Linked DNA regions of Mus musculus: all the other regions are linked to region 3. The links are chromatin contacts, called in public promoter capture Hi-C maps. All regions are on one chromosome and are shown on one strand. The core of a region is the stretch at or near the end of the contact, and the rest is flanking DNA. Distances in the headings are between cores, read along the strand shown.

The links. Promoter capture Hi-C pulls out the DNA fragments that hold promoters and counts their contacts.
Region 1: a promoter capture Hi-C map of hippocampal neurons shows a contact between it and region 3, with 3 times the contacts expected there. The contact joins the promoter of Crtc3 here to the promoter of 2900076A07Rik in region 3. A contact is called at or near these places in 3 of 39 promoter capture datasets (hippocampal neurons, liver and pre-B cells).
Region 2: a promoter capture Hi-C map of stem cell-derived epiblast-like cells shows a contact between it and region 3, with 4 times the contacts expected there. The contact joins the promoter of Sec11a here to the promoter of 2900076A07Rik in region 3. A contact is called at or near these places in 10 of 39 promoter capture datasets (the 3T3-L1 cell line, 3T3-L1-derived adipocytes, cranial neural crest and 5 more).
Region 4: a contact with region 3 is called in a promoter capture Hi-C map of hippocampal neurons, with 2.5 times the contacts expected there. The contact joins the promoter of Zfp592 here to the promoter of 2900076A07Rik in region 3. A contact is called at or near these places in 1 of 39 promoter capture datasets (hippocampal neurons), 1 of 115 datasets of contacts at active chromatin or transcription factors (embryonic midbrain) and 1 of 9 other capture datasets (pancreatic islet).
Region 5: a contact with region 3 is called in a promoter capture Hi-C map of pre-B cells, with 2.2 times the contacts expected there. The contact joins the promoter of Sh3gl3 here to the promoter of 2900076A07Rik in region 3. A contact is called at or near these places in 3 of 39 promoter capture datasets (the 3T3-L1 cell line, hippocampal neurons and pre-B cells), 1 of 115 datasets of contacts at active chromatin or transcription factors (astrocytes) and 2 of 9 other capture datasets (adipose tissue and liver).
Region 6: a contact with region 3 is called in a promoter capture Hi-C map of pre-B cells, with 5 times the contacts expected there. The contact joins the promoter of Blm here to the promoter of 2900076A07Rik in region 3. A contact is called at or near these places in 3 of 39 promoter capture datasets (liver and pre-B cells).

What each region holds. Positions count from the first base shown.
Region 1 is chr7:80,687,565-80,690,431 of GRCm38.p6, forward strand. Crtc3 (CREB regulated transcription coactivator 3) reads right to left here and starts at 1,313. Exons shown (of 15, transcript NM_173863.2): 1 at 1,043-1,313. The coding sequence starts at 1,174.
Region 2 is chr7:80,946,171-80,948,870 of GRCm38.p6, forward strand. Sec11a (SEC11 homolog A, signal peptidase complex subunit) reads right to left here and starts at 1,380. Exons shown (of 6, transcript NM_019951.1): 1 at 1,232-1,380. The coding sequence starts at 1,282.
Region 3 is chr7:81,522,194-81,524,922 of GRCm38.p6, forward strand. 2900076A07Rik (RIKEN cDNA 2900076A07 gene) reads left to right here and starts at 1,357. Exons shown (of 4, transcript NR_160675.1): 1 at 1,357-1,483.
Region 4 is chr7:80,992,388-80,995,195 of GRCm38.p6, forward strand. It overlaps Zfp592 (zinc finger protein 592), which reads left to right and starts at 1,297. Exons shown (of 10, transcript NM_178707.4): 1 at 1,297-1,375.
Region 5 is chr7:82,173,439-82,176,138 of GRCm38.p6, forward strand. It overlaps Sh3gl3 (SH3-domain GRB2-like 3), which reads left to right and starts at 1,358. Exons shown (of 9, transcript NM_017400.7): 1 at 1,358-1,581. The coding sequence starts at 1,537.
Region 6 is chr7:80,533,719-80,536,418 of GRCm38.p6, forward strand. It overlaps Blm (Bloom syndrome, RecQ like helicase), which reads right to left and starts at 1,401. Exons shown (of 22, transcript NM_001042527.2): 1 at 1,325-1,401.

The DNA.
Region 1 (2,867 bases), core at 63-2,562, 830 kb before region 3:
TAAGTCCGTTTAGTTTATGCTATACATTTATGTTAGTTTAGTTTATGTTAAATTTATGTTAAAAGAAAAAACTCCCAATTTAAACCCTAGCAACAGATTTTAGTTTTCTTGTTTTTGTTTTTCAATCCCAAACACTATGGTGGCCAAAATAGAATACGCTTGCACCTTGGGAAGCAGGGAAACAACCAGCTTGCAATCTGCTCACACGTCTGCTTCCAGCTGTCCACCCCCAGCATCTTCCTAGCCTCCCCCATCTGACAATGTGCCTTCAAGGCCAGCACTCAGAATCCTCAAGGCTGCCCACTCACGTTGACCCTCTGCAGTCTACACAGACACTCCTGCCGTCTCCATCCCCTGCCGTCCGCTCCAGTTGTCTAGCCTCCCAGGTGTTTGTTCCGACTCGCTCTTACTCATTCCTCTGGGTCCCTCCGCAGTCACCATCTGCGCTAGGCACCCTGTCAGTTCTCACTAAATATCTGATGCTGAGCAAATGCACCGGACCACGGAAAGCACCTCCAAGAGGCGAAGGAGGGAAAGCCACGGAATCTCAACGTGGTACCAAGGCCCCCTGCCACTCAGGGGCCAGCCGTCGATTCGCTTGTGCGTGCACCAAGTCTTCCCCTCGGGGAGGATGTGCGACCCTCCGGCCCCCGAGGCCTTCTACGCCGACAGTCAAGGGCTCGCTGGCCGTGGGTGTCCACGGAGAAGCCGCACCGCCCGAACCAGGCGTGCCTCGGTCCGGCCTCTGAGCTGCAGCTGCGTGCGATTTCCTCTCGGGGTCATCCTCCCGCTTAGGCCGCCCGGCCCCGCTGCCCGCCTCCCCGGGCTCGGCCGTTTCCAGCTCAACGCACCGAGGCCCGTCCACCGAGATAGCAAGCCGCATTCGGTGTCGCCAGGCCGGCCAGAGCCGAGGCCGCGGCCGCCCCGGCCCCACTCCCCACCCGCGGCCCCCGCCCGGCTCCGCCGCCGCCGCCTCGGCCCGGCGACCTCTTCCCCGCCGCGCGGACCCGCCCGCACCGCTCGCGCCGGCCCCGGAGCTCACCCGGGACAGGGTGAGGTCGGTCATGAGCTGCTCGAAGGCCCGCGTCTCCTCGGCCTGCCGCTGCGTGTGCAGGGCGATCTTCTCACTGAACTTCCGCGGGTTGGCGCTGCCCGAACCGGGCGAGGCGGCCATGGCGCGCGCCCGGCGCTAGCGGGCTAGGCACACGGCAGGCGCGGGGTTCCGCTGCTCGGCCCACCCGGTCTGTCCGCAGGCCGCCCAAGCCGCCGCCCGAAACCTGTCCTCCGGCGCGACCCGGCAGAGGAGCCGCCGCGGCCCCAGAGCCAGCGAGCGGCCGGGAGCGCGCCGAGGTCCGCCCCCGCGCGGCGGCTCCGCCCTCGGCGCGGCCCGCCCGGCCTCCGGGCCCCGAAGCCCGGCCTCCCAGCCGGGGAGCTCGACCTCCGGCGAGCCGACCGAGGGCTGAGCCCACGGTCCCCAGCCTGCTTCGGGACTTCTCACACCTATATCACGTCTGTAAAGTTAAGCTGCACCAATGTGTGAGAGCCGCTGGGTACCACTGCCCAGTGTGGATGTGTACATATGTATATGTGCATGCAGGCACCCACGGAGATCACACTAATCTAGGAACCAAACACGGGTCTTTGCCTCTGTAAGAGCTGTTTGTACTCTTAACTGAGCCATCTCTCCCATCCGTTCAACTTCGCTGGTAAAACAGCAAGTGGCCTCGTCAGGCTTCCCCCTTTTTAGCCCAGAAGCTGCTTCCAACATAATTGTACACCAAGATGTCCTGGAGAGTGTTGAGCATGACTGTGTTCTGTGAATTAGGACGTATTAGCGACATGAGGAGAAATACGGAAAATAACAACAACGCCCACGCACCTCATGATTAAACCATCAAAACATTTTTGCAGAGCCTGGGGACGGTGTTCAGCTGTAGAGCGCTTGTGTGACAAGCCCTAGGCCTTGGGTTTGATTCCAACACTGCAAATAAAATTTAAAAGGCATTTTGGGGCCAGCTAAATGACTCATGTGGAAGGAGATAACTGACTCCTGAGACTTGTCCTTTGGCCTCCACACTCAGGCTGTAGCAAGCACATACCTAGACACACATACACAATAAGACTTTTTAAAAATCGTTTTGCTTCATATGCTTGGAGTTTATTTAAAAAAAAAAAAAAAAGAACCCCACCTCATTCTTTGTCTCCATAAAAAGTAACTATGTTGGTAGTGATGTCTAACACTACTGTTCATTTTTTCAAAATTAACATATACTTATTATTCTGTTCTTCCTTTTATTGTGTATGATTTATTAATCCAGTTACTCTATGTGGGATAGGAAGTTTTATGTTTAAAATTTATACAAAAATGAGGCTGGGCATTATGGCAAGTGCCTGTAATCCTAGCAGTCAGGAGTTAGAGGCAGCAGGATCAGTAGTTCAAGGTCCTCCTTGGCTACATAATGAGAAGAAAGCCAGTCCAGACTGTATGATGACCTTGTCTCAAAAACAAAACCAAAAAGAATTTATAGACATGATGTGCAACTTTTGTATTTCCTGCAACTGTTTTTATATGTGTTGGTTTTTTACATTCATTCATTATTCATTTTGTGTGTGTGTGTGTGTGTGTGTGTGTGTACTCACATCCGCCAATAACTCAGGTTGGTGGCAGGCACATTTACCGACTTAGGGAGCTCACTAGTCCCTAGATTGTTTTGTTATAATTAGGCTTATGTGTCTGTTGTATTGTCCTACCCACCATGCTTTTTTTTCTTATTTTATATTTCTTGATTTTTATATGTATGTGTGTATGCTTGCATGCAATTATGTGCAGCATCTATGTATAGGGATCCTTGGTAGCCAGAAGGTGG
Region 2 (2,700 bases), core at 130-2,629, 580 kb before region 3:
GGAATGATTTTCAGCACATTTGAAAAACAATCAAACAAACTTAAAAAAGAAAATACGGTTATTTACCCTGACTCAAGATGCGAAGGCAGGAGTCCAGCTCAAAGCCAGCTTGGGCTACACGGTGAGTTCCAGGCAACAGGGCAGAGTCATACCAGCCAGTGATGCCATGTTGTGACATATATCTATAAATCTACCTCTCATGAGGCTGAGGCAGGAGGACTACATAGCAAGACTCTGTCTCGAAATAAAGTAATAAAAATAAGGTCTTTCAAAACTAGAAGCGCGGTTCTGGTAGCCTGTGATGAATGCAAGGCCCTGGTATTGATCCCCATCACCGAAATAGGAGTCCATACAGAAGACAGTTAAGTGACAGCTACTCCTTAAAGCTGTTCTGACTGGAATGTCTCACAATTTTGTATGTATGTCTAAGAAGAGACGGACCTACTTTTCTATGTAATAATTATAAACAGGGCAAAACAAAGTCCTGTTCCAAAATAAACCAAATCTTTAAATGAGACAATTCTTAATACCAAAATACGAGGGGGGTAGGGAGGCAGGGAAAAGGTCAATTGCTACCAGAACATTCGGTTCAGGAGACAAAAAGGTGACCGTGTTCTCAGTACCTTCTAACACATGAGCTAGAAGACAGCAAGACTGAAGGATAAAATCTGATTTAAGTTTCAAGATTTCTGTTCCACTGACATCTATCATCAAAGATTCAGTGGACTGTCACCTTTCTGCCAAGGAAACTGGCACACAAGTGGTATAACAGATTCAACTCCGAGCTTAGAGTGACCCTAGTTAAAATGGATGAAGCTCACTGAGGTCTAGCTGGGCTGAAAGGTGGCTACACAATGAAAGCAACACAACGGCTCCTGTGGGACCTGTAATGGCTTTCCCCAGAGCCCCACCAGAAACGGTTAAGTCTGCCGCTTTACAGTGTCCCAAACTCCCACTTACAAAGCGCCCTATAGTTTTCACTTACTCCCCTGCCTCCTCGGGGGGAAGGGATCGCAAAGGTTCTCTCCTTCCCTCTCGGTCCCCCGAATCTGGTGCTATGAATGGGGGCAAAGAGGTCTTGGCTACCTACAGTCTGCAAAGAAAGAAATGATCCATACAGGCAACCGACCCACGCAGGCCCTCAATCCCGCCCAGAGATCCGCGGGGCGCCCCGCAACGGCAAAGAGACCAGAGGAACCCTGGCAGAGAGAGAGAGGGCGGCCCGTCTCACCTGCCTCTTGTTCATCCGCCGCACATCGTCTAGAAAGTCTAGAGACAGCATGGTGAGATGGAGAGCGCGACAACTAGCAGCCAAGAGGGCGCGATAGAACCACCAAGAGGGACCGCTGCAACACGGGCCGGGCTCACCGTGGACAGAACCCCCTGATGCCTGCACTTCCGCTTCCGGGGCGGGAGCAGGCGAAGCTCCTCCCTTCTGAGCAGAGAATGGACAAAGAATGACTTGTGAGCCCCCTAGAACAGCCCAGGGCCTGGCCTTGTCAAAAAAGGACCGTAGCCTTCTCCGGCCGAGAACCGGCTGAAGGCTGCTTTCTGTGCTCAGCCCGCGCGGCGGCTCCCGAAGACAGTGACCCTAGGTTAGCTAAGCCCACAGCGTGCGGAAGGCGGGCCCTTGGACAGGCCTGGCCAATCGGAAGCCGAGTCTGCGCCAGCGCGAAGTCGGTGTCTTCCTGCGTGCTGCTGGGGCACGGGTGTGGCTCGGGACGTGGTGCCTTGCTGTTTGTTCTCAGGTGGAGCACGCTGCGGTTCGCTACCGGAAGCTGTGTGTGTCTTTTAAAGCATTGTATACACACACACACACACACACACACACACACACACACACACACACACACGCCAATTGATCACAAGATGCCTTAGTGTCATGAGGGCACTGGTGGTGCAGGTGGCCAGGAAGACCCGTCTCAGTTTTGACCTTTACCAACAGTGATTTGCTTTGTCTCCTGACACTTGGATGTGAGCCATTTATTTGACCCGCAAATTTTCACAGGGGCGGGGATTAGAAGTGACATCATTGCCATGGGGTTTCTTTTGGTGGGTGATAGATGTACAACTCCATGTATATACTAAAACCATTGAATTGTGCGCCTTAGTGGACTGTATGGTATGTGAATTATAGCACAATAAAGTAGGTGTGAGAATGGAAAGGAAACCGCTGATGTCTTGTTCACTGTTAAATTCCCAGTGGTGGCCGCACAGCTGGCATGTATAAGGCACAAAATCAGTACTTGAATTTAAAGAGAGGAAAGAGAGAAAGACTATCTTCAACTATTAGTAGAAACCTTACATTTACTGAGATGGGATAGGAAATGTTTAGAATTTCCAAGTTAGAAAGTTTTATAAAAGAAAATACATAGAAACCCCCATGGGGTGCCCCATAGGTATCCCAGCTTCCGTGACAGTACCAGATATGTGTATCAGAATGACTTCTTCATTAATAACTGTTGATGTGGTTCTCGATCTAAATTCTGGCTAGTAGAAACCTTCACATAAGCTTGTCAGTGTTAAATTCAACCTAAGTTCAAATTAAGTGGGAATGAGCTTTGACCCTGTATTTTGTGCCTTGAAGAGCCCCAAGAGCAGCTCAAAATCCTGTGGGTCCAAAAAAGGTGAATAAGCTATTTAGTTGGGAAGCTTTAAAAGCATCTCGTACAAGTGGGTGATGGGGGGAAGACAGGTAGA
Region 3 (2,729 bases), core at 107-2,606:
CCTATGCCAGGGTGAGAAAAGCACAGGCCAAGCCTAGAAAGTGAGTGTAATGGTCTCACTCTGTAGCCCTGGCTCTCTGTCCGTCCTTCCTTCCTTCCTCCTCCTTCTCCTTTCTGCTTCTCACTGTATAGCTCTGGCTGGCTTGGAACTCTCCACGTAGACCAGTCTGGTGTTGAACCCTGAAGGCTGGTATTAAAGTAGTGTGCTACCATGCCCAGAAAAGTTACATCTTAAATGAGTAAGAGAAATGAAGTAGATTTGGCTCAAGCTGATAAACAAGGTAACATTTTTGCTCCTGATTTTGTATATTAAATCCAAAAGCCTTGTATGTTTGGACTGCATGTAAGGTCCTTTCATTACACCTATGTTTCTTATTTTGTTCTTTTTGCTTCAAATTCTGACCTCAAACTCGCAGCATCCAAATGAACTCTGAACTCATTGTTCTAAACCTGCTTACTTTTAGTTTACTTTAGCATTTGGTTTGCACATTCCTGGAGAACTCTGGCAGCTTACTAGGGTGCTCAGTAATTGCCGCCCCTGAAATCTTAAGTCTTTTCTGCAGCCTCACAATGTGAACTGGAATAAGCTGGGCTTTTTAATCCAACAGGATGGATGTCCTTGTAAAACACAGCAATAAGCAGAAATAAGGAGAACAAAGTTTGACAACAGAGTAGGGCCATGCTGCCTCAAGTCAAAGCACACACAGGATTTTTAGCGATCACCAGAAACTAAGTAAGGCAAAGATATCATATTCAAAATGACAGAGGAAGCCTACCTCTACCAAGGCGCAAATGTCAAATGTCTTTTGTTTTAGTCTCTCAACATTTGAGGTCTATCCTCAGGAAATTTATCCAAAAGTGATTTTACTTATCTTCCTAGACCCATGATCAAGGCTAGGAAGCTCTTGGTCCTTTCCTGGATGAATATGCATGGGCTTGCAACCAGGGGGAGTCAAGAGAGCGACTGAGTAAAGGTTACTGAGGTGCAGTGCACGCTTTGCTCTCTATAAGCAGGGTGGCAAGAATGAAGAACACTGAGAAGCTTAACAGCCAGGGCTGGGTAGCACAAGAACGCAGAGGAGTGTCGCAGGGGCGGGACGGCGTACTTCAGTCCCCAGGATGCCGCCTGCCAGGGGAGCAGAGAATAGCATACTCAAAACAATGCGGCAGCTCTCCACACCCACCCAGGAGCTACAAGCCGGCCCCCGAGTCTCCCACGATCCAGACGCCACGCAGCTAGACGCTAAGCAGCAGAGGACTCGCTCTGAGCATGCGCACTGGGAAGAGCCAAGCCCAGCCGCGCCGCGCGGTGCCTGACGTGGAACTTCCTCCCTACGGCTAAGAAGCCGGAAGTGGACTCATTTTCCACCGGAAGGAGGGAGAAATTATGACCGAGAGCCTGACACCTGATGCTAGCGGCTTTTGTCTCGCCAAGTTGACCCAGTATTTGGCCACCTTGTGCGGCGGGTGACTATGGTGTCCAGGTAAGTGGCTGACGTGGCAGGCGTCCCAGGAATGGGAGAAGAGATGGGTAAGCTGCCCGGCTATCGATCTTCCTTCTCTGTGTTTGTTTTTTCTCCATCTTTTTCAAAGAGGGTTGCTAGCCCACGGAATGGTGGGTAGATATGGAAGGAGAAATACGCGGTCACACAGACTGAAGTTAAATTAAGCACACACACATACGTACGTACATACATGCACACATACAAACACATATTCACATGCACAGAGCTGTTGAATATTGGCTCTGTAAATCCAGGCATTCCGAATCGATGACTCTTGCCTGAGGGAGGAATCACCTGTTGCAGTAATTTTAGCGCCCGTGAGCACATGCACACGCAGTGGGTGATTTTTAAGTTTCTTGAATGTGTCAGCAAAGGCATTTAATGTTAGAAAAGGGCAGCAAGGAGGCGGTGGAAAGTTGCATGGTTTGTTGAGGACAGATTCTAAAATCCCATAGAATTCTTGTACAAAGGAGTTTTTATATTGCTTTCTGATGGTGTGCGTGGATGGGTAGGAGGTTGGAAAATTGAAGGAGTGAAGACAGTAGTGAGGTGCACTTAGATACTAGCCTGATGGCTTAGTAGTTAAGAGCATTTGTGGCACTTCCAGAGGCTCTGAGTTTGGTTCCCAGCACCTATATCAAATCACTTGTACCTCAGGACCCAAGGAGTCCAACACACTATTCTGGCCTCCTTGAGCACCACACACATATGTCATTCACTCACAAAGACACGAACATACATATATATAAAGCTTAGATAAGGTGTGAGTCCACCAAAGGAAAGTCATTCGTCAGCCATCAACATGTTTGACCCTGTAGATCAGTGGGTCACAACCGTGGGTCACAACCCCTTTGGGATCAAATGACCCTTTCACCTAAGGGGTCACCTAAGACCACTGGAAATACAGACATTACATTACAATTCAAAACAGTAGCAAAATTACAGTTATGAAGTAGCAACAAAAATAATTGTATGTTGGGGTCACCACAACATGAGGGTATTAAAGTCACAGCATTGGGAAGGTTGAGAAGTGCTGCTCTCGATGGAGATGAGTTTGCCGTGTCTGCCGTTCCCGGTGTACTGTGTAGCAACAGAAGGCAAACATGGGAATCTTCCTTACCTATTGCCTGTTATTGCATAGAAAACCCTGGGGGTCTTAAGCAAGATCTGAGCTCCCCCTAGAAAGCTTGTAGCGGAATACTTATTTGTGCGCTCACTATGGCTT
Region 4 (2,808 bases), core at 47-2,546, 530 kb before region 3:
TCGAATCTTGTTGGACAACACGCCTTTTCCTTGGACTTCCTCTTCCCCATTTCCCATCTTTCTGGGATATAAACTATAAATGACTCTGTCTTTGGCTCCTTGAGCTCTCGCTCTCTCTCAAACTGGAACAAATGAAACAAACCTTTCTTTTTACTCCTTCTTAAGATGGAGGCTAGTTTTCCCTTCCTCTCCCTGCCAAACTTCTGGAAAGAATAATTTCTCGTAACTGCCTTCACTCCTTCATCACTACCGCACTCCTCATGCAGGTGTTGGGTTCTGTCGGGTCCTGGCACACAGCAGACTCAGCTGAATGTCAGCTCTGGCCCTTTTGCCAAGTGTGGGCTTTTTCCTGGTTTCTTCGGGAGGAATTTGCTCATGCTTAGCAATCCTGCCTGGCACCAGAACTGGCCTGCCAGTTCCCACCGTCCGACCCTGCTGCCTTACTATCGCGTCCCCAAGGGACTCCAGGTTCTTGGAAAGTCCTGCGGGTCAACTTGGTAATTTTTTTGTCGGCCGCCTCTCCGAGTTCTTGCCCTGGAGTCACAGCCTCCCTGGTGAGCCTGCGAATTGCCAGTCCACCCTGAGAGGTTATCAGCTCCCTCCACCCCAACCCCTCCACCTCCATTCCACTCTCCGAGCGTCCCTTGGCTCCCCCAGAGGTAACACGTCTGAGCGCCCCGCGCCCGCAAGCATGTCCTTCCATCCTGCGACGAGTAGCCATTTAAGGCGCACCTGAGTGCCCAGGCCCACTGCCCTCCTGCTTCCTTTCACTTAGCAGTGCTGCCTAGGCCCGACTCGCCCAGCTCTCCGCGAAGACGACTTCTTCCGAGCTCTTGAGGCGCTCGGCGTCCGGTCGGCCCATAGCCGCGAAGGTACAACGCGTCCCTCCGGCAGGCGGCCTGGGCCGCACCGAGGCCTCAGAGGCGCGTCCGAGCTTCCCGGGCCCAGGTGGCCGGGAGAGGCCGCGCCAAGGGCGGCGGGAGCCAGCCCAGGTCGGAGTCCCGGTCCTGCCTGCGCCGTCCTCGCCCCGCCCCTCCCCGGAGTCAGCGTAGCCAGGGTCGCACCAGCCTGAGGCGGGAGGGAGGCGGAAGGCGCGGGGCCGGGCCAGGCCAGGCCGGGCCGGGCCGGGCCGGGGCAGCTCTATAGCCGCACCGCCCTGGCCGGTGCCCAGGCCCGAGTCGCCTTCCGCCCGCCCTTCCCACCCGCGGCCTCAGCCAGGTCCCGCCGCCAGCCCGGCTCCCGCCCCCGCTCCGCCCCCGGAGCCGCAGCCCCGCCCGCCACCGCCGTCGCCATGTTGTGGCTCCCGCAGCCGGCGCTGGGGACGCGCGCGGCCGAGCCCGGGGCCTGTCGCTGCCGCCGCCGCCGCCGCCGCCAGGTAAGCGCCCCCCGCCGCCTGGACGGGGCGAGGCCACCATCCGGGCCGCTCCAGCTCGGGCAGGGGAGTCTGAGAGGAGCGGGCTCTGCCCGCGCCGCGGCCCGGCCCTGCAGCCTGGTGGACCCTGCCCGCCGCCCCAGGCGGCAGCCACTTCCCCCGATCGCCGCCAGGCGGGCCCTGGCCACCACCCTACCCCGCCCCCGGCCCGGACCCCTTCCGCCGCCGCCGCCCGCCGATCGGGGCGGCCCGGGCACTCCGCTGTCGTCCCGCGCGCGACAGGCGGCCGCCCGCCGAGCCCCCGGCCCAGGCAGGGATAACGGTGCACTTCACCAGGCTGGGACGCCCTGTCAGCTCCACGGTCCCCGCCGCGCGAGGACCTGGCGCCGTCACTGGGCAGACACTTAGAACATCGGCCCTCCTCGGCGCCCCTCAGTCTCCCCCTCAGCCTCGCCCAAGTTCTGACCCCGGGGGTTCCTTCTCCCGGGGCAGACAAGTCTTCCTCCTCCAGAGTTGGGGTGCTTAGGGGGGGGTGACCAGGCCTGTTGATCAGGCTTGAACTGATTTCTCTGCGGGGTCTCTTCCTGCCAACCGAGGGGCTAGTGGGGAAAGGCTCCGTGTGACCCGGGGAGGGGGAGGACAGGAGAGCGTCTGCTGGACAGATGGCCTCCTGGCCTTGAAGCAGCTTTTGTGAGGGGGAGGGGTCCGTATGACCTTAGGTATGCCTGCTCTTGAGAACCTAAGATTATTGGAGGTGGTCAGGTATTTTTTTTTTTTTTTAACTATTTTTACGAGCAGACCAGAGGTGACATTAAAAGTCCAGGGTTGAAACAACCTACAGGCCCACCCAGGGAGCATGCTTTGTAGCCAGGACAAGCCTAGATAGTTTCTGCTTTAGGAGAGTGGGATTCGGGTGGGTAAAATGGGTTTGGACCAGGGTTTGCCCGTGGCCTGTGCTCGTGTAGGAGCTAGAGTGTGATTGTGTCAGGTGTACACCGGCTGAGCACACAATGTGCTTGGCCTGATGGGTGCTGAGTGGGACTTCAGAAGTCTATTTGCTAAACTGACAGGTACATTACAGTGGGAAAGAGAAAGGAGCCTGGTGCTTTTTTTTTTTTTTTTTTTTTTTTGGACCATTTCTACAGCTCCACTGAAGATGGCTTTGGTTCATTACCCCTCCCCCCATCTCCACTTTTAACCAGGTTGGCCACCAAGCTCCGGTCTTAAACCTCCCCCGTAGTTGGGACTTCAGGCAACCATGCCTAACTGAAAACATTTTTTTTTCTGAGTATTTGTAGTATGCGCCATGACAGAACTAGGTTTTGGAGATACTGTGTCAACCAGAAAGATACCTCCACTTTAGTGTGGGAGATCTTGACCTAGAGACAAAGTCCAGAAATAAGAAAATATTTGTCAACAAATACATGTTTTCCATG
Region 5 (2,700 bases), core at 108-2,607, 650 kb after region 3:
CGTTTAAACTTCTATTGGGCACAGAGGTCAGCAGCTGAACATCTCCTACCCAGCCACAGACTAGTCCAGGACAAGGGAGACCATCTTCCCCTAAACCTTTAGTGGGGATGGGATAGCAGAGGAGACTGGGCATTTTGCTGTGGTCACCACTGTCACACCACCTACCTCTGTCTGGTGTCAGTAAGCCCTTGGCTAACTAGGACAAAGAGTGTTGAGTCACATTTAGTAACCTTGTCCCACCACTCATGCTTGTTAAGATGGCCACATCTTCTCCCATATCAGAGGCAGGGCACTGTTGACACCACACTTTCCTAGTCATTGTGAGCAAACCTAGGCATAGAGAGCTGTAGGTGTTCACCCTGTCACACTAGGGTGAAGCTCTGAGGAGTCAGGCAGGCCTGGGAGGCAGGCGCTGAGGCTTCTGGAGACATGCCAGAGCCAAATAGAAGCCCGGATACAGGTGTGAACTGCAAGTGCTCAGGACGACAGGAGTGTTGATGATCCCAGACCCGGTGACGCCGGGAAGCGTCCACAGAATGTCATTTCTTTTAGGTAGAGACTGAAAGTTGCACAGTGTTCGTGTCGGTGTGAAGCATTGCTGAAATGGATTGAAGACATTAGGAGCCACGGGGCCTTTGAAAGGTCAGATTCAGGGAAAATAGTAGACGTGTTGGTGGCACACGAATTAATGCAAAGCTCCTTTTCTGTGACTGGGTTCTGTTCAGTGAGGACCTCTAGACCCCGTGGAAAGGATCTTGTATAAAGGACTCTCCTGGAGACCAGTCTGAACAATTCTCTGGTAAGTAGTGGAACGGAAGGTCCTGTTTTTGGTATGTTGTAGACTGGCTCTTGGTGTGCCTGGTAAGAAGAGGCTCAGCTCACATAACTCTCTCCCAGGGAGCCCCAAACCGCTCCGGCAGACTGGCTAAGAACACAAGTAACTTCTCACAAGCAGGTTTCTCCGTCTAACTACAGTTCCCGGTTCCTCTAGTGTTTCTTCTCTCCTTGAGAACACATCCCAGCGTCCCTTCCTCACAACACACGTCTATCTAAAGCTCTCAGGGATGGGGTTTGGGGAGGGGAGATCTTGCTACCAGTGAGTAAAACCAGGTTTTCCACCAAGTCCCTGAAGAGCAGAGAGACCTCGCGTCCAGAACAATCACAGAGCCAGCTGTATCCCAAGTCTTCCGAAAGAAGTCCTGAGAGGCTCTCCTTATCCCAGGGACATCCCACGGCCAGCCCTTCCACTGGTCCTCTTCTTGGCTCAAGAGCTCCTGGTCGCCACGCAACAATGAAGCGTGGGCGGTCCTAGAAGCTTCATTTGCATGCTGCCGAGGCTCGACCAATGGGCTGCGTTGGGGCCTCGAAACACGGTGTTGCTATCTGCGCGAGCGCCTGTGCCAGTGTGACAGCGCCGTGGCCGTGGCCGTGGCCGTGGGGCGCGCGGGGACCGCCCGGGGTGCCCGCTCCGCTCAGCGTCCGGGCCGCGTGGCCCGGCGGAGCCCCGAGACCACCCCCGGGCGGGGCGCCGCCGCGATGTCGGTGGCTGGGCTCAAGAAGCAGTTCCACAAAGCCAGCCAGGTAGGGAGGCGCGCGCGAGGGGTTTCTGGAGGCGGCGTCCCCAAGGGGTTGCGGGCCATGGACTCGGGGTCTTCATCGGCTTCCTTCGGACTGGGTTTCTGGTCGGCTAGGAGGGCGCGGGGGGCGAGTAGCGGTCGCGCGCTCTGGGCTGCGCGTGTTGGTGCCTCCTCCCCCGAGTCTCGGGTCTCCCGCTGCGCCCTGGCGGTTGTAAATCTGAGCAGTTCGGCTGGCAAGGGATCGGAGGTGGTGGGCTTGGGGATGTGCGCCCGGAGGAGAGCTTTTGGGACCAAGACCGTGGTAGGCCTCCCTCCTGCCCCGGAATCTCTCGTCTGTCCGTTGGGACCCCCACCCCCACCCCCCGCACCCAGGACGCTCTTCTTGCGCCCTGGCTGGGACCCGGCAGTCTCTGTTTTGGCTTTCCAGGGGTTGGGGCTCATCGCTGTGGTCCTTCCCTTGCCGGCCGTCTTCACTGGGTTGGTTCGAGGTTGGCACCAGGCTCCTGCTCTCTCAAAGAGACAGTGTGATGAGGAGACCCAAAACACACACGTAAACAAACCGAGCTAGACACGCCTCCGCGGAAGAGGATGGCAGGTGATTCAGTGGGGGCTTCATGGGAAGCTTCCAGGAGGTGAAGACAGGGCATTTGGGGATTAAGCTTGAGAAAGGATTGTGTCTATGGATTGTTATAGGAAAAGGAGGGCTTTCTGAGCAGAGGAATCTGGAAACAGGGACACAGGAAAGTGTGTGTGTGTGTGTGTCACAAGCAAATTTGCTTTCTAACACTATACTCTTCACCAATGGTAGAGCCTATGTTGTAAAACCTGTTCACCAGCACCTGCGGAATTGTTGCCCTGCCCTCATTTCTTTCCCAGCCTCAGTTTTGCTGAAACCCAGGTGGACTTCATTGCATCTTAAGTCCACGTCGGTGGCGATGTCCCACTCAGGCTTTTCCTTCATATCGATCTTGAGATTGCAGCTGGCCTTAGAAAAATCTTTTTTTTTTTTCTATTCCAGGCGGAAAGACACTGCTAGTCCCTAAGTCACAGCTGGTCCACAAGGAAGCTAAGTGATGGCTGTTCTCAGCAGGGGACATAGGGCAGACAGTGATGCTATTCAGGA
Region 6 (2,700 bases), core at 151-2,650, 990 kb before region 3:
CAGTAAGTTCCAGGTTCAGTGAGACTGCCCCAAACACTAAGATGGAAGACAACTGCAGAAGGTACCTCTGGTCTTCTTGCACATTAACACACACACACAAACATGGACAAGAACATACTCCTATCTCCATTCCTGACAAAAGGTAAAAATTTAGAAAATAGAGCATGTCCCTCAACCAAGTTTAAGATGCTACATTCTGTCCAGCAGTGGCAGCCATTGCCTTTAATTCCAGCACTCAGGAGGGAAAGGCAGTGGAATCAGGGTTCGAGGCCAGCCTGGTCTACAGTGGGCTACACAGAGAAATCTGTGAGTCTCTTTTGCAGAAGTACATATTTCACAGTATATACACTTTAAATAACAGGGATGGTGACATGGGTCTGTAACTCAAGCACTTGAGAGGTTGAGGCTGAAAAGATCATGGAGTCCAAAGTCACCCTCAGCTCTACAAGTTTGAGGCCAGACGGGACTACAAGATCCAAAACAAACAAACTGGTACTAAATCCCTATCTTGGGAACCTAAAAATCCCACTTCATCCAAGCAAAGTTAAAGTGACATCCAAACAGAATAGCAGTCAGGCTAACAAAATGTTGACTCAAGCCGGTGTGACGTCAACTCAGCACTGGATGGCTGAGACGGTGTGACGTCAACTCAGCACTGGATGGCTGAGACAAGTTCCTTCCAAGCTCAATTAAATGTATTACTCCCCAGGCGTCTGCCTCTCTCCTTCTCCTCCATCTTGTCATCTCTCGATCAGTCTTTCCCACCCCTACCCCTTGCTGAGGTAGGAGAGCTGTGTATTTAAAGGCGACACCGGAAGATGGCAGGTTCATCTCAGTCACCCTCACCCGGTAACCTATGACAGTTAAGAGGGACTGGGAGGAAGCCTGGGGCAGTGAGATAGGCTTCAGAGCTGGGCAGGTCCTATTCAAACCTCATCTGGCATCCAAGCCCGCGCGCCCTTTCGGCAAACGAGGTCTGAGCTCCTGCTTCTCCGATTAAAAACAGGGCACCTCCACCTCTTCTGGCGTCTCGAAAGCATGCATTGCTACGAGGGGTCGTTGCAGCACTACACAAACTACGGGAAGCAGATGAGCTAATTTCTCGCGTATGACAATCAAGGCCTTAAGGAAAGTGTGGACAGTGAGACTCGAGCCTCGGCCGCCTGACATGGCCTTTTCTGGGTCACCAGGTCTCTACTCCGGTCTGGGCTTCTCGCCACAAGCGAGGCTCGGAGAACCTGGGACGGATGACTGGTGAAATGGCCAAGGCCTCGGGCTCTGTTAGTCGGCGGAGCCACCGCAACCCAGCGCGCGCCGAACTCACCTCACTCAGGCTTACGTCGCGCCGGGCGGAACCACCATCCAAACTCCGCGCGCCGACACGGCCCTCCTGCGCCCCGCGCCGCACGCTCTGCGCGGCAAGAAGGATGATTCTGATTGGGTAATCCCTGAAGGATCTAACCAATACCGTGGCCTCTGGCTCCTGGCCCCGCCCCTAGAGCTGCTGGGGCGGTATCCCCCGAGCACGTACTACTAAAGCCCAATCCGAATGCAGCTGACCGGTCAGGTGATTATGGCAAACTACCTGGCTTCCGGCGTAGTAAGGCTTTGTTTTGTTTTTTGTTTTTTGTTTTCCTAGTGTAGGGAAAGGCGCCTGAAGCCCAGTCTGTGGCATGGTAGAGATTTTGTGATGTTTGAAGACAGCCGAGGCTTGCTAGTTCCGGTAAATCAGGCGAAGCGTCTGTGGGCCTCTTCTTTTGGATCTCACCCTCTATTCTTGTGAAACTTCGGCGGTTCTTCCACTGCTGACTGTCATTAATCGGTCGCAAGCTCAGATACTTCAGCTGGCATGCAGATGCCGAGGGTGAAGCTTCAGTTCTAGTGGGTAGCTTCCACCATGAATGCAGCCCGGTGATGCCTGATCTTCTATTTTTGTAACTTTTAGTTTTTTTGAGACCGGACCTTACATAGCCCAGGTTGGCCTCAAACCTCCACCAAATTGTGTAGGAGAAGCTGACCTTGAACTCCCGATCCACCTACTTACACTTCCCAAATACTAGGATTACATATTCCACCAAAGTGGGCTCTTGTTAATTTTTTTCTCTTCCAACCCTGTCATCTGTCCTTACCCTCTTTTTATTTTATTTATTTATTTATTTATTTATTTATTTATTTTGGTTTTTTGAGACAGGGTTTCTCTGTATAGCCTTGGCTGTCCTGGAACTCACTCTGTAGACCAGGCTGGCCTCCAACTCAGAAATCCACCTGCCTCTGCCTCCCAAGTGCTGGGATCAAAGGCGTATGCCACCACTGCCGGACCCTTTCCCTCTTTTAAGGAGTAAATTCAAACTGTTACAACAATATGGAAAACAGTACAAAGGATTTGAAAGATACTAAAAGTTACCTCATGACCCAGAAACATCTCCTCTGACATATACCCAAAGAAAATTAATAAATAACTTCCTAAAGCTATCAGCTTTCCCTTGTTCATTGCTGCATAATCCACAATAGCCAAGATATGAAAATAAGCTGTCAGGAGAAAGACGGGAAATGCACATCAGAATAGTAATTAGCCTGGTAAAAAGAACCAGATCTTTCCATTTAGGGACATTATGCTAAGTGAAATAAGCCAGACACAGTAAATTATTATTGCATGATCTTATATGTGGGATCTTTATAAAATTTAAATATTCATATCTA